2 separate regions of the Sus scrofa genome follow, and region 1 is linked to region 2. Evidence: chromatin contacts called from public Hi-C data. All regions are on one chromosome and are shown on one strand. Each heading gives the region's core, a stretch centred on a gene start, on an enhancer-like site or on the middle of the called end of the contact. The rest is flanking DNA. Distances are from core to core; before and after follow the strand shown.

Region 1 (6,459 bases), core at 1,120-3,619, 770 kb before region 2:
ATCCTCTAACCCCCTCTACTCCCAGGCCTAGGTTTTGCGCATCTCTTTTCTCCAGCTGACTCTTACCATTGGCTCTCCCTCCTTCAAAAATCTCAATCAAAACATGTATTTGCTCTTCTCAGAACAGCTTCAGGAACAAAAGATTCTAACCTCTGTATTTTGGGTTGGGGGAGGTGGGATGGGGAAGAAGTTAGGAGAGAAGCAAATGGTTATTCTCAGGCTGCTGCTTCTCCTACAAACTTAGCACAGAGGCCTTGGAGCTAATTACCTTTTCTGTGTCTGAGCCAAGGAACAGAACTTCATGCTGACACTCGGATACATCTGGGCCTGATAACAATTGCAAATACTCAGGGCACACTTTAAAAAAGAGCTTATGTTACAATGTGAAACAGCATGTTTTACAGTCCTCTGAATGGTGGGATAAATAAAACAGCTCTGAGTCCAGAGCTTTTGAGGAGGGGGGTGGGGGAAAATGTATTTTGTAACATTTCATTTAGAGCAGAAAAATTTCCCCACTGACAAGGGAACATTTGACCCTAAGAAAATGTTAAGTTCTACCCACAGCTGTTTGAGGAAATGGGCAATACAAGACTGGGCTGCCTTCAATGATGTGGGCTATAAGATTACAATCACCTCCCTCTCAAAGAGACAGTTTTGGAGATTTGGGGCTGATTTGAGAGTGCTGAGGAGAATTTATAAAAAGCAACTCCTGCACAAACATCCAGGAAGAGAGAGTAAGAAGGAGGAGCGTGCACATTTCTAGGACATATCGAGCATACATGTTGAAAGGATCATTGGAGTTCATTTGGAGCTGTCTTTGGGAGCAAGTTGAATGTGTGGAACACAGCTAGGTGACTTTCCAAAATAATCATTCATGCTTTGGTGGAGGCGGGGATTGGAGGGGAAGTTGGACAGAGGGAGCAGGAAAGGAAAACAAATCCCAAAGCCAGAGTTTTGCAACAGAGAGTAACAATTGTCAGTTTCCACTGGGCACTCAGCTCCCACACAGTCCCTTCCGCTAACGCATGCTGCAAGTCTGCAATCATCTTTCTTCCTCCTATTGAGACTTGCAAGGTCATAAAAGAGGGGTATCACTCACTTTAATCTGGTAATTTCCCTGTTCCTTGAATTCACATCTTTTTTTTTTTTTTTTAAGTGAAGCTTTGACACATTAGTATTTAATAGTCTTGCCCTTCCCTTTAGTATGTGGTTTTGTGGCTCCAGTGCAAGTACCCACACTACTCATTTTCTTCATTTCATGCCCCTAATCTTCCAGAACACTTTTATTTAAAACTTGCCGATAGTAACCGCAACTTTATTACAGAGGGAAACAAGTAGCAAGAAATCTGTATGTTGTTCATATTGTATTTCACTGGTGAGTCCATCTCTTCTTTTTTTAATCCTCAAAACATGAGAGGGAGGGAGTTAGCCCCCATTTGACAGAAGCAGTAACTGAGGTTCAGATAAACAGCAAGCTGTCCCAAATGCCACAGCAGTAAACAGAGCCTTTGCCCAAGTCCATGACTCACTGGCATCTAACTAAATTAGGTGCCTATATCCATTATATTACCTTTCAACTGCGTAACAATTTCAAGTTTAAAGGCACTTTTTTTTCCTTTCCTACGTCATGTCCTTTAATAAATAAATTCAAAGAACCCACCCATTTAAAAATAATTTTCAGTTCAGAAGCCCGGGAAGTAATGTTAATTTATTAATGAAGATAAACGAATAATGTAATACCAAGGTGGTTTTCCTTTTCTATAGAGTCTCTTACATATATGGCTATGAAATACACCTCTGAACACATGTTATTTTAATGATTACATGCCGTATCTCCCAATTTGTTCTCTTGAGGGAGAAAATAAACACAGATTTTCTTGAATATAATTACTGGGTTTAAAGCCCACACTTCACATTTTCCTGAATCCCTCAGCTCACTCAGTTTCAAGACCATGTCTCCTAAAGACAAAATAGCCTTTTAGGTAAGTCGTACTGAGGTTTTGTTTGTTTGTTTATTTGTGGGGGTGGGGGCGGAAATCAGTTTCTCTGGAAAGCTGGATTCTGTGTTCTCAAGGGTTATAAAAATGGGAATCATTTTTATTGGCAATCCACTGGAATAGTGCTGAGACAAATGGAAACTTGAAGATAAGGATCCTCAGAGGTGAGAACATACAGCTGTTGGGAATTGCGAGAGAATCTGACCAATAAAGGAAGTCACTATTTTTCCAGGCCTAAAGTGAGTTATAGGGCGAGACGGGTGTTGTATATTTATGTAAGCCAGCAGCAGGGAGTTTAAGCGGCTGTATATTGCTGAAAGAGCATCATTCACATTCAGGCTGAGACAAAACGTGGAAATGAAGTAACATCCTGGCTGAAGAAGGCCTCACGACAGAATAATAACATTTCAGAAAGGGGGGCCGTGTGCGAGGCTGTGGGTAGGCCTCAAAATGAGGAAATGATCAAGATGCCTTGTCAGGCTTTCAAAAACAGTTACACACACACACACACACACACACACACACACACACACACTCAGGATTAAGGCCTGGCCAAGCGTCCTTGGGAAGGAAGGTCATTTATCTTTCACAGAAACGCGTACACAATTACTTGCAAACTTCATCAGTATACTCAGCAAGATAGGTTTGCCAAAAACACTAAAAATAATATATATCAAAACACATATTACAGTCGGCCCCTGTTTGGTGTTTCTTATTATCATACACTCCTGCATTGGCATGGATACTAATTCAGGACAATATCTGAGGGACTAAAGTGGTTCTGGCTGCTCAGTTTCAAGGGAGAGGTTGAGTGGGGAGGGGGAGAAACTGCCTTATCTCCTGTGTTTATTTATTGTGTCCTTTTGTTTAGAGGAAGTCGCAAGTAGAAGAAAAGGGTCTTGAAATTACATTCCTCTAATGACAAATGGGGGGAAGGAAAGAGAGACCATCCATTGCAGAAAGATGATCAAAAGGAAAGGGAAAAGAAAGAGTTTTAACTTTCAAAAAATATCCACAGCTAGTCTGTGGGACTCTCTGAAATGTTGTGCTTCTGTTTAGTGGAGATGGTCTAGGCTCTGCCCAAATGCTAATTAAGATGTCAGAAATGTTAATGGTGGATTGGGGTAAATACTTCAGGAACATTAGTCATTTTAGCAAAAAAAAAAACAAAAAGACAAAACACAATGTAAAATAAGAATCGCCAGTCACACACTGAGCTTTTAGTTAGTACTAATTTAGAATGGTTATTAAAATTTGGAATCACTGGAATGAAAATAGTATATCTTGTCCTTGAGATTTGTTTATTTTTGAAACTGATATGACAATTATGATAAACTTGAGTAAAATCACAAGGTTTTCTGTAAAAATGTGCATGTCGTGTGCCGTGGACTAGATTCAAGAGTTTTCCTTATTAGGACAAAGTGCAATGAGATGTCAAAGTGATTTTATTCTAGGAAAACAAAATTTAAAACATAAAACATATATTTAAACTTTAGTTTGCTTAAGTTTTAAGGGAATAGTGGAGTTACAAAATGAATAGACTTGCCTCTTTATCCTCTGCCTTTTTACAACTGATATTAAATTTCCATTAAGAAAAAAAGTGATTGAAGTGATTGAAATGATTTAATTTCCTTCATTGACCAGTCTTTCAAAGTATTACTCCTTATTGTTTCAGTCATACCTGACAAGTTTGCACATTCAAATATTTATCAGGACACAATATTTAGCAAACTTTTCAGGAGCCAAAGGCCAGAGAGAACAAGAATGAGCATAGGGCTCTTCTCCCTATTAAATGATCAATTGCAAACAGTAACAGTTCACAGGATATTTGCAGGTAAACTCACCAGGTGCAGAACTGAAGGCAAAGATTTCTAGGAAAGACAACTTCAGCAAATCTGTATTATGATCCTACTTGCCAATTTCCTATTTTTCTATAGGGTACCTCTTAAGGGCTGGGGTCATGCGAATTCATTCCTGGCTTCTGAAGCATCAGGTAATAGCCACTGCCAAAAACAGGATTCCCAAACCGTCAGCTCACGGGGTCTGATTCTATATGGGAACACTTAGTATTTTGACCACATCTCCTGCATATTATTTGCCTGCATCTCCTGGCATGGCTGCCTAGTACTAAAAATGTATTGGTGGAGAACATACTGAAATCGGGGATCCCCTGAGCATATCCTACAAGTGCTTTAAGAAAAAAGTGCCATTTTCATAGAATTTGAGCTCCACTGAGAAAAATAGTATCTTAAATACAGATGGTTCAGGGTCTCCATTCCTGTGCTTTATATATATATATGTGTGTGTGTTTGTGTGTTATCTGTACAGAATTTCTTGAACTAAGAATTATTAGTCACACCTGCAGCAGCTCAAATAAAAAGCAATAGTGGCAGGGAAAAAAATTCTTCCTTTCTTCGGTTTCTCCCTTAAATGTTTGAGTAAGAAATCATCAGTACGGTGGCAGGCATCCATGTGTTGTGGTGTGTTGGAAAAAAAAAAAAAAAAAAAACTCCATTTAAACATGGATTTTAACCTTTCCACCTTAGCCTCTTACATTTTCTTTCCTTCTACTCAAAGCATTTAGGTAAATTAGGATGAGGTCCTCCATAAAAATGCAAGGGGATCAGTTAAACTTTCATCTCTAATTTATTCATGAAGGAGCGAGGTCTTGCCTGGTCGTGCTGTGCATCATCCTGTCAGAATGACTTTCTCTCTTGTTGAGAAGGGAGATGGAAGGACAGGAAAGCAGGGGCTTGGGCCTTGCTAGTAATTGCTGTGAGAATAAAAATGCTGGTGCCTTCTTGCTCGGTGAAGTGAGCTTGAGCCAGAGTTTCAATAAAGAAGACCAGAACTGCATGAGCATCTATATGAGTGTGAGTAGACCAATAAAAACATGTATATAATTAATAAATATTTCTATATTATAAATACATAATAAATGACATATGTATTTTATATAGTACATGTATAATCTAGACTACATCCTATCAGAACCTATTGATGTATCATGATTATATAGGTGCACCATCATTTCAATGTACAAGCGGATGCAAAGTATTCACAGCAATGGAAAATACACCTGAATTAAATTTCCTAAATTTCCTAAATTCCATTCCCTGCTCTTCTGGGTTGTTGTGCTTATAACTTCATTTAATCTTGGTACCGTGGACTGTCCACTTTGACTATTAGGGTTCTTATGCATAAAGATTAAGCTTTCCATTGCCCTCTGTGCGCAGGCAAATCCATGTGTACGTGACCTATGCACACTTGAATGTGTGCAAGTTCTGAAGACTTAGCAGTCTTTTGAGAAGCCTCTCATTTTCTCTTTCAAATTTAACCATAGCTTTAAACATTTAATGTTCTCATTGAAAAATTCATCTTTTTTTTCCTTCTTAAATCATTTCCTGTTTTCCCATTTGTTTATTTCTTTTCTTTCTTCCACTTTCAAATATATTTCACATTTAGAGGCTTGGAGGAAAGGAGCCGAGTCTTATAATGTGAGAGACTTTATTCGAGTTGATGAATAGGTTTCTTGGCTTTGGCATTCCCACCCCAGCATTCAAAAATTATCATCTTTTATACATGTGAGAAAGGGAGGGGGCGGGATCTGGCATTAGTTCTTTTAGTCGTCAGGAAATTACAAAATGTACACTTGCGAAGTAAGCAATTTTTGCAGTCTGCCTGCACATCCATCTTTTTAATGAGCCTTGTTTATAACCTGACGCCATGTTTCTAGTCACCTACCCTGTTTACGTCTTTGGCCCCTTTAATTAAGAGAAGAACCAGTTAAAAGAAAGTAAGAAGAAATATTAATATGATCTGATTAATTCAGCTAGCAGGAGGTTATGGGGTACCAAGGTTATTATAACCTATAACGGCAATGTGAATAAAGCTGTATTCATTTGTAATTTTATTAGGCGGAGCAAATTAGTGAGTCTGCATAGCAGTGACAAAAGACCCATTCCTATTCTCCCTTACCCCCTACTGCAAGGGCCAGGTGCCCAAAGTTAGGCTCCATATTAGGCAAATGAGATCTGATAAATCTCGGCTGCACATCTAATGAGACCCTCCAGAGCTGGTGCAGTGCTAATTTGGAAAGATTAGCTGGGATGTTTGTGTATGGCTGGTTAAAGTCCAATGGAATAAAAGTAAGCTCAGAGAAGAGGAAGCAAAACCTAGAAAGGGTTAAAGACATTAAGCCAATGGTCCTCTGGAAAAAGTAAGGCCAGAATTGATAATGGACAAACTATTAGAAACAAACTACCAAGGACAGTCTGAGGGGTAACGTGAAAATTCTATCTTGAAAGAAATATCAGTGGTAACCAGTCCCTTTATAATGATAAAAGGCAGTAAGGTCCCCCTGTGTGGGTTGCACCTCACCTCCTGAAACACTCCTACTCCAACTCCTCTGACATCAGGAATTCACCTTTTGTCCACTACTGTGCAGTGAAAGAAAATTTCA
Region 2 (6,618 bases), core at 1,488-3,987:
TCAAGAATTTAAGGATTCTATTAATCTGATGTCTTAATTGTTATTGAGAAGAGGAAACAGGAGTGCCTTTGTTTCCCGAATGACCACAGGCTTCTAAAAAGTGGCCCACAGAGTTGGGCGTTTGCATCTCAAATTGCAGGCAGCCCTGTGCAGTGGAACTTTAGAGTAACAAATTCCCAGACATTAAAAGAGGCATGGAAAGAACAGAAAGTTGGGTAAATCCAAAGTGAACTGAAGTTTTTCTCCCACATCTCCATTCATCTTGAAGACAGTTTTAAGATAATGATTAACAAATGTGTATTTCAAGACTAAAGACATTAATTGGGCTAGCAAATAGTGAAGCCACACACACACACACACACACACACACACACACAATGCTGAACATGCATCAAAAAAGAAAGAAAAAAATCTTGCAACAAAAGAAAGAAATAAAAATCAGTGTAATTTAATGATAGTATACTATGAACTTACTATTTATGAGGCATTGAGAATCCAGGCACAGAAAAAGAAGTAAGATTTAACTACTGTCTCCTAAGTGTTTACTTTCTATTAGGAAAGGATAAATCAAGTACAGAAATATCTATAATACAGGCTAAATAAAAGAAATGCTACCCCAAAGGGAGAGAAGACATCCAACTGAGCTGAGAGAAAGGCATATGGAACCAAAAGTACCTCCATGGAGTTGAGCTTTAGGAACCTGGCAAAAATTGATCTTGGAAAGAAGATTGAATATTCTGGTTGAAGAAATAAAGATACCCTAAGATAGAGAGGTAGACAGATATGAAGAGTTTCAGGGAAATTGAGCAATATTTTGGATTGAGCATAGGATGTTTATGAGTTTAGTGAAAACAGAAAAAAATAGATTATGGGTATCTTGAAAAGAATAGTTTACACTTAATTTGAGAGTTAACTAGTAACTGATAGTTTCTGAGCCCTGTAATACTGTGATCTGAGATAATTTTTGTGAAGAAATATACAGTAGTAGGCAAAGAAACGCACTCATTTATGCCCTCATTCAAGAGATGTTAACTGAACACTTACCATGTGCCAATCCTTGGGCCAATGTAGTCTAGCTGGGAAGGAAAAGTTATAGTATGTGAACCTTACATAAAAGAAACAAATAGATAAAAGAAGTAGGATCTATAGGACTTGAGAACTTACCAAGGATAAGTGAGGAAAGTGGAGGAGAAAGGTGAACTTCAAGTTTTGGGGCCAAAGATAACGAGAAAAGGGGTGGGATGGGGGCAGGGAAGTACAGGTGTTGGGGAGTTAGGAAGGGAGATAGTGGGAGGAGCAGCTGGGACAGGGTGACAGGAAGAGAAGGAACTGAGCTGGTACAGGTGTTGATGCATACTTGACCCAGACTTTGGACACATGTGCAGAGAATACAGCCAGTAACTGGAATAGATGGGAAGGAGCTGGCAGAGGGAAGAGAAGGAAAAATGCCAGGAGTTAGAGGATACCCACATCACAAAAATAAATAAATAAACAGCCTTAAGGAGACCAAGGGAAAACCAACTTAAAGGAAATTGATCTTCCTTAAGATGGAAATTAATGCACAGTGACAATTTTAATTTTTAAACTATCTCTGATGAGGGTTTAAAAGTCTCAAAAAGACTCCATCTAGACAAGTCTAAAATGTTATATATCCATCCAAGAGATTCCAGTTCCGTTGATAAAATACTGGGAAACTGCTCAGAATTTATACGGGGTTTGTTGATGGTGGTTTTTTTCTCTCCCAGGAGGAACTAGCAAATTATAGCAGCCTTTTGAAAAAGTATCCGTGAATAGAAAAAGATGCATTTTTTTTCTACCCTTAGCAATTACTCACTACTAAGGATTTACAAGTATTTCACACATCTTCCATGAAACTTTACTGTTTCTAGATTTGTAAAGAAGTAGAGTGGATGGATTTTCTCTCTCTCTAGTTCTTACTTCAACACTTTACTACCTTACTGTTACCAAGTTTTGAATCTTCCTGAAGCAAAAGTTTAATATATATATATATATATATATATATGTTTTATATATAACAATATGTGTATATCTATATATGTTATATATAGATATATGTGTGTATATAAATTATATACAGATAGAAGTAGATATAGATGATGTATATAGATAGATAGATATAGTGTTTGACAGGAATCCATGGCCTTTGGGTCTTCCCCTCCAGAGGAATGGATGTTAAGTTCTGGGCAGAATTAATTTCGTTCAATGGTGTTTGAGGTTGGCAGCAGAAATGGCATCTGAAATTTACCAAGATAGGCTGAGAGCTGAACAAATTATAATCCAGGTACCTCACCTTTACTCTACCAGCTACTTCTTCCCCATCCCCTGCCGCCTTCCAGTTTATTTACTGAGTCAATTAACAAAAGATAACCTCCCATTGTGCAAGCATCAATAAATCAATCGTGTTAATACTATCTTGGAATGTCCCCCACTATTGACTTTCATATTGTTTACATTAGGCACTTGAGAAAGCCAGAGCCCTTGAGCCGGCTTGTTTTGGCGTTAATGGATTCTGGAGGAGCCATTAATACATAGAACCCTCTTGACAAAATATTTCGGTTTCTCTAAAGTTCACCTGCTTTCTGAACATTGGCAGCACCCTCTTCTCCCTCCAGCACGATCCTGCCCCTCTGAGTCTGATGAACACTTAGGAAGGCAAACATTTCTGAGCAGTAATGGAACAGCCACTTAGGGCACACCTCCTTCTTTGTGATTTGAATAATCTATTTCCACCCACCCCAGCCCCCCACTGTCAACAACCCTCAACAATCTAGGGAATCAAATTAATCTTCAATTATGTGAAAGAATTTCAGGAACGAACGCCGCTCAAATTACCGAGTAACTTGTTGTTGTGAAAAGATTCCTACCGCAAGCAGCCTGAATGCAAGGACGTTTTCGTTGATTTCTTTTTTCTCCCCCAACAACATACGGGAGATCTTTCCAACTGCCGATCATCTCTGCATGGGGAATCTCAAAAATTTTGAAAGCTAGCCGTAAAAGGAATGCAAACAAAGAAAAAAGAAAAAAAAGAAAATCTCTCTGTATGTCTTCCTGCTTTATAAAACTAAGGTAAATATAATAATCATAAAGTTGGATTTTAATGTTTTGGGTTTTGTTTTTAATACTTCCTTTTTAACAACAACAGAAATACTTAGAGACCAGATTTTCTCTTAGGAGTGGGACTCTGTTTCCAGACTAAGGTACTTTGTGAAGGCACTAGATGACAGGGATTTAAAAGGAAGGGGGGGGGGTGGGAATCCACCAGTCCTGAAACTTCTAAAGGTTCAGATTTCAGTGCTGGCTGCAGACCTGGGCAAAGTTCACTGCTCCCTTTTCACGACATGCTACATACTTTTCAAGTTCCCACTTGCTTCTTAGAGAGGAAAAAATGTGGCCTCTGAGTTCAGGTTGCTAAGGACAGGCTGAGCCAATTTAACCATGCATTCCTTTTCTAAAAGATAGGCTGCTTGTTGTTGTTTTTTCCGCTGTAAATACCAGAAAGTCTTGATCCTCCTGACTCTAAACAAATACTTCTGCAACAACTTTGAAGCCCTCTTTCGTGCACGGTGGGAAATCAATTATTTCATTCAGTCACTTTTGCGGCCTGAGTCAGAAGTCTTGACAAAATAGATATCATTCTACTTTGCAGCACATCTTATCAGACACTTGGCTTCATTTTTCTCTTCATAATGATGGGTATTTAAAATGCACATGGCTATTGGATAAGAAAAGAAAACTCTCATTGTTTAAAGTCTTTTTTTTTTAACTTTCTTTTTTTTCCTTTTACTTTGACCTCTTGGTATATGCCTACTTAAGGGTGTTTTGAAGAGGGTGAAAGAAACAGACAGGACTTTGAAAGGAAAAACAGACGTCTAATTGGCTGTCTCTTGCAGCCCTTCAGTGACCCTGTACTGAATACCTCTAATGGACATGTGTGATCTTGGAGCCTTCACTGTGATAAACAAATTTTAGAACTTCAACTTGTTTTTGCAGAAGAATTCTTTATCCTCATCAAAAAGGATTTCCTAAATGAACAAGCCATTAGCACAGGTATACTTTAAATGAATGAATAAGAGATTAGCAAAAATATCTCATACAAGATGGAGTTAAGGTAGTTATCCAATTTTATAGACATAATTATTTAAAAAAAGGAATTTGGGTCAATCATCACTTTTAGTTCATGTCAGTGTATCATTTTATATGATACTATAAAAAGCCAAATCTATTTGCATTCCTAACAATAGTTACTATGTGCAACCTTGGAACTTTTTGCTCTGTAAACCATCTTGGGTCAGGGTGGAAAATAGGAAGAGTCCATTCAAATTCTTTCACACTTCCAAAACACACATGAGATGATTGAAGTTTTTATTAAGTGACGTGGAAGTGGGGGAGGTTATGGGGATTATTCCCTATGCCTACTGTGGAGAAAATGCTAGAAGCCTTACTCCACCAGAGAGCTATGGCTTTCCTCCTTCTCCTTAAATTCTTGGGAATCACTGTGGTCCCATCACTCCCCATTTTCCTACTAGCTCCCTCTCTATTATTCCTTCCTCCCTTCCATGTTGACTTTTTTCAACTCCTCATCTAACATCAACAAGGTCTGTCTTGATATTGTTCTGTGCATCTACCAGCTCCTCTTTCGGTAATCATCTCTTCACAGGCCCATAGCCACTTAAATATTATGGTTTCACATTCTTATCACTAAGACTTTTGGAGTTATAGAAAGGCAGAGACCAATGCCACATTTTGAGAGTCCAGTATATGAAATAATAAAGATACCCAAACAAGGATTTATTTCACCCAAACAAGGTTTAAAAAATGGATTAGGTTTTAATACTTAAAATTCATTAATGTCATCCATAAATGTTCAAATTGAGAATATTATTCTGGTTATAGTATATCTTTATGTGGAAATAATGCCGAAACTCTATATTCCAGGCATGAATGTGGAGTTCATGTCCATCTGGCTGTCCTGACCTCCCAACCCCTGAAAGCATCCCTACATCATATCCTGCTTATTGTCAAAGATTAATGTGGTCAAATAAAAAGGGCACTGGACTGGAAGCCACGGGGATGCCAAGAGGTTCTATCTTATCTGAGCCTTGGTCTCCTCATCTGGGAAATGAAGATGTTGCCATAAATGATCTCCTCTAGTGCCCTTCTGTGGCTTCACCATTTGCTTACCACTCCGAGACATCTTTTCTAGCCAGGCAACAGAGAAAACAAGGGGAAGCAATCAGACACCAGTAAGGATAAGCAGACTCGAAAACACAAAAGTCAGAGACAACAGTACAGGACGAGAGTTATACCCAGGGGATAGGGGACATGTGGAGGTCTACTTTCATATCTCTCTTCTCAACAGTGGTCAAGATGGACTTGGAGAACAGTCATACAGCATCATATGACCCCCACACCAGTCCTAGAGTATTCTCACAGCTAACCCGGTATTCAGCATCACCTGGTAGGTGATTACAGTTCGCAGGAAGAATTATGTCCTTGCTTAATGCTTTTGGTGTGACCCATTTCCCATGACAAAGCAAAGATCTTTCCTCTTCTCACTTTCCCATATGGGGATAACATTAAAGTAGTATTACGACAAGTCAGCACCTATGCAAGTTATAGTTAATAAAGCACCCTGAGAAGTAAATCCAAGATCCAAGATCAAGAGAGATCAAGGAGAAGGAAAATACTTTTTTACCTATTGTCAAGGCTAGCTAACATTAATGATTAAAATATTGTGCTCTTTATTCTCGGATTTCAACAACACTTGAGTCTCATGGTGGAAGCCTCAGGCATTAAATTGAAGAGAACACTGATTGTTAGAACAAGAAAACATCTAAGCATCTATTAGTTCAGCCTTCCGTGAAAAGTCGGAATTCCTTCAATGAAACTCTCATGTATGCCTATCTAGCTTCTCCCTGATAATAACAACAATAATAATGGTGATAACTGTAATGAAAATAATGAAAGCACTATTTCACACTTACTATGTCACCAGACCTGTGCCAGTATATTGAACACTGATTGCAAACCCGCACCTCTCCTAACATTAACTTATTGAATGCTTACAATGCCACCTCTAATTTTATCAAATGAGTCAACTGAATTCTACAAGAAAGGGTTAAGTAACTTGTAATAAGTCACACATCTAGCTAGGAGCTAGGGAATTTAACTAAACAGACTAGTTCTGGAACCTGTCCCTTTAACCCTATGCTACCAGATGGGATGGGGAGAGAGACAAAGTAAACATAGAGTTTGTTTCAACTCTTCTTAATTGAAAGATCTTTTGTTTTCTAAGGCAAACATGCCTCCTTTCTTCATTTGATTCGCAAGCCTTGCACAGGATAATTATTATTCTTTCTTCAGTTTGATCATCTTATATCAGGGCTTGGCAAAACAGTGTCTGTTCTCATGTGGCTCATGAGCCAGGGATGGATTTAAAATTTTCAGATCATATAAAAAATCAAAAGAAGAGTAATACGCACATGAAAATCATCTGAAATTCAAACCTCCATCCATAAGTAAAATTTTATTGGAACACAACCACACACTTCTTCGTTTATGTATTGTCTCTGTCTATGACTGCTTCCACCCTACTAC

What was found. Hi-C and Micro-C count contacts between places; a contact is called where the count stands out from the background.
Region 1: a contact with region 2 is called in a Hi-C map of liver, with 2.8 times the contacts expected there. The contact joins two enhancer-like sites.

Annotation. Positions count from the first base shown.
Region 1 is chr7:84,006,756-84,013,214 of Sscrofa11.1, reverse strand. No RefSeq gene overlaps it. Among named protein-coding and RNA genes, the nearest start is that of NR2F2, 920 kb to the right of the region's middle. Within about 2 kb of position 2,369, at least 19 of the 83 cell types and tissues checked have an H3K27ac peak or open chromatin away from gene starts, as enhancers often do. A contact at or near this core is called in liver, where this site is marked.
Region 2 is chr7:83,233,475-83,240,092 of Sscrofa11.1, reverse strand. No RefSeq gene overlaps it. Among named protein-coding and RNA genes, the nearest start is that of NR2F2, 150 kb to the right of the region's middle. Within about 2 kb of position 2,737, at least 16 of the 83 cell types and tissues checked have an H3K27ac peak or open chromatin away from gene starts, as enhancers often do. A contact at or near this core is called in liver, where this site is marked.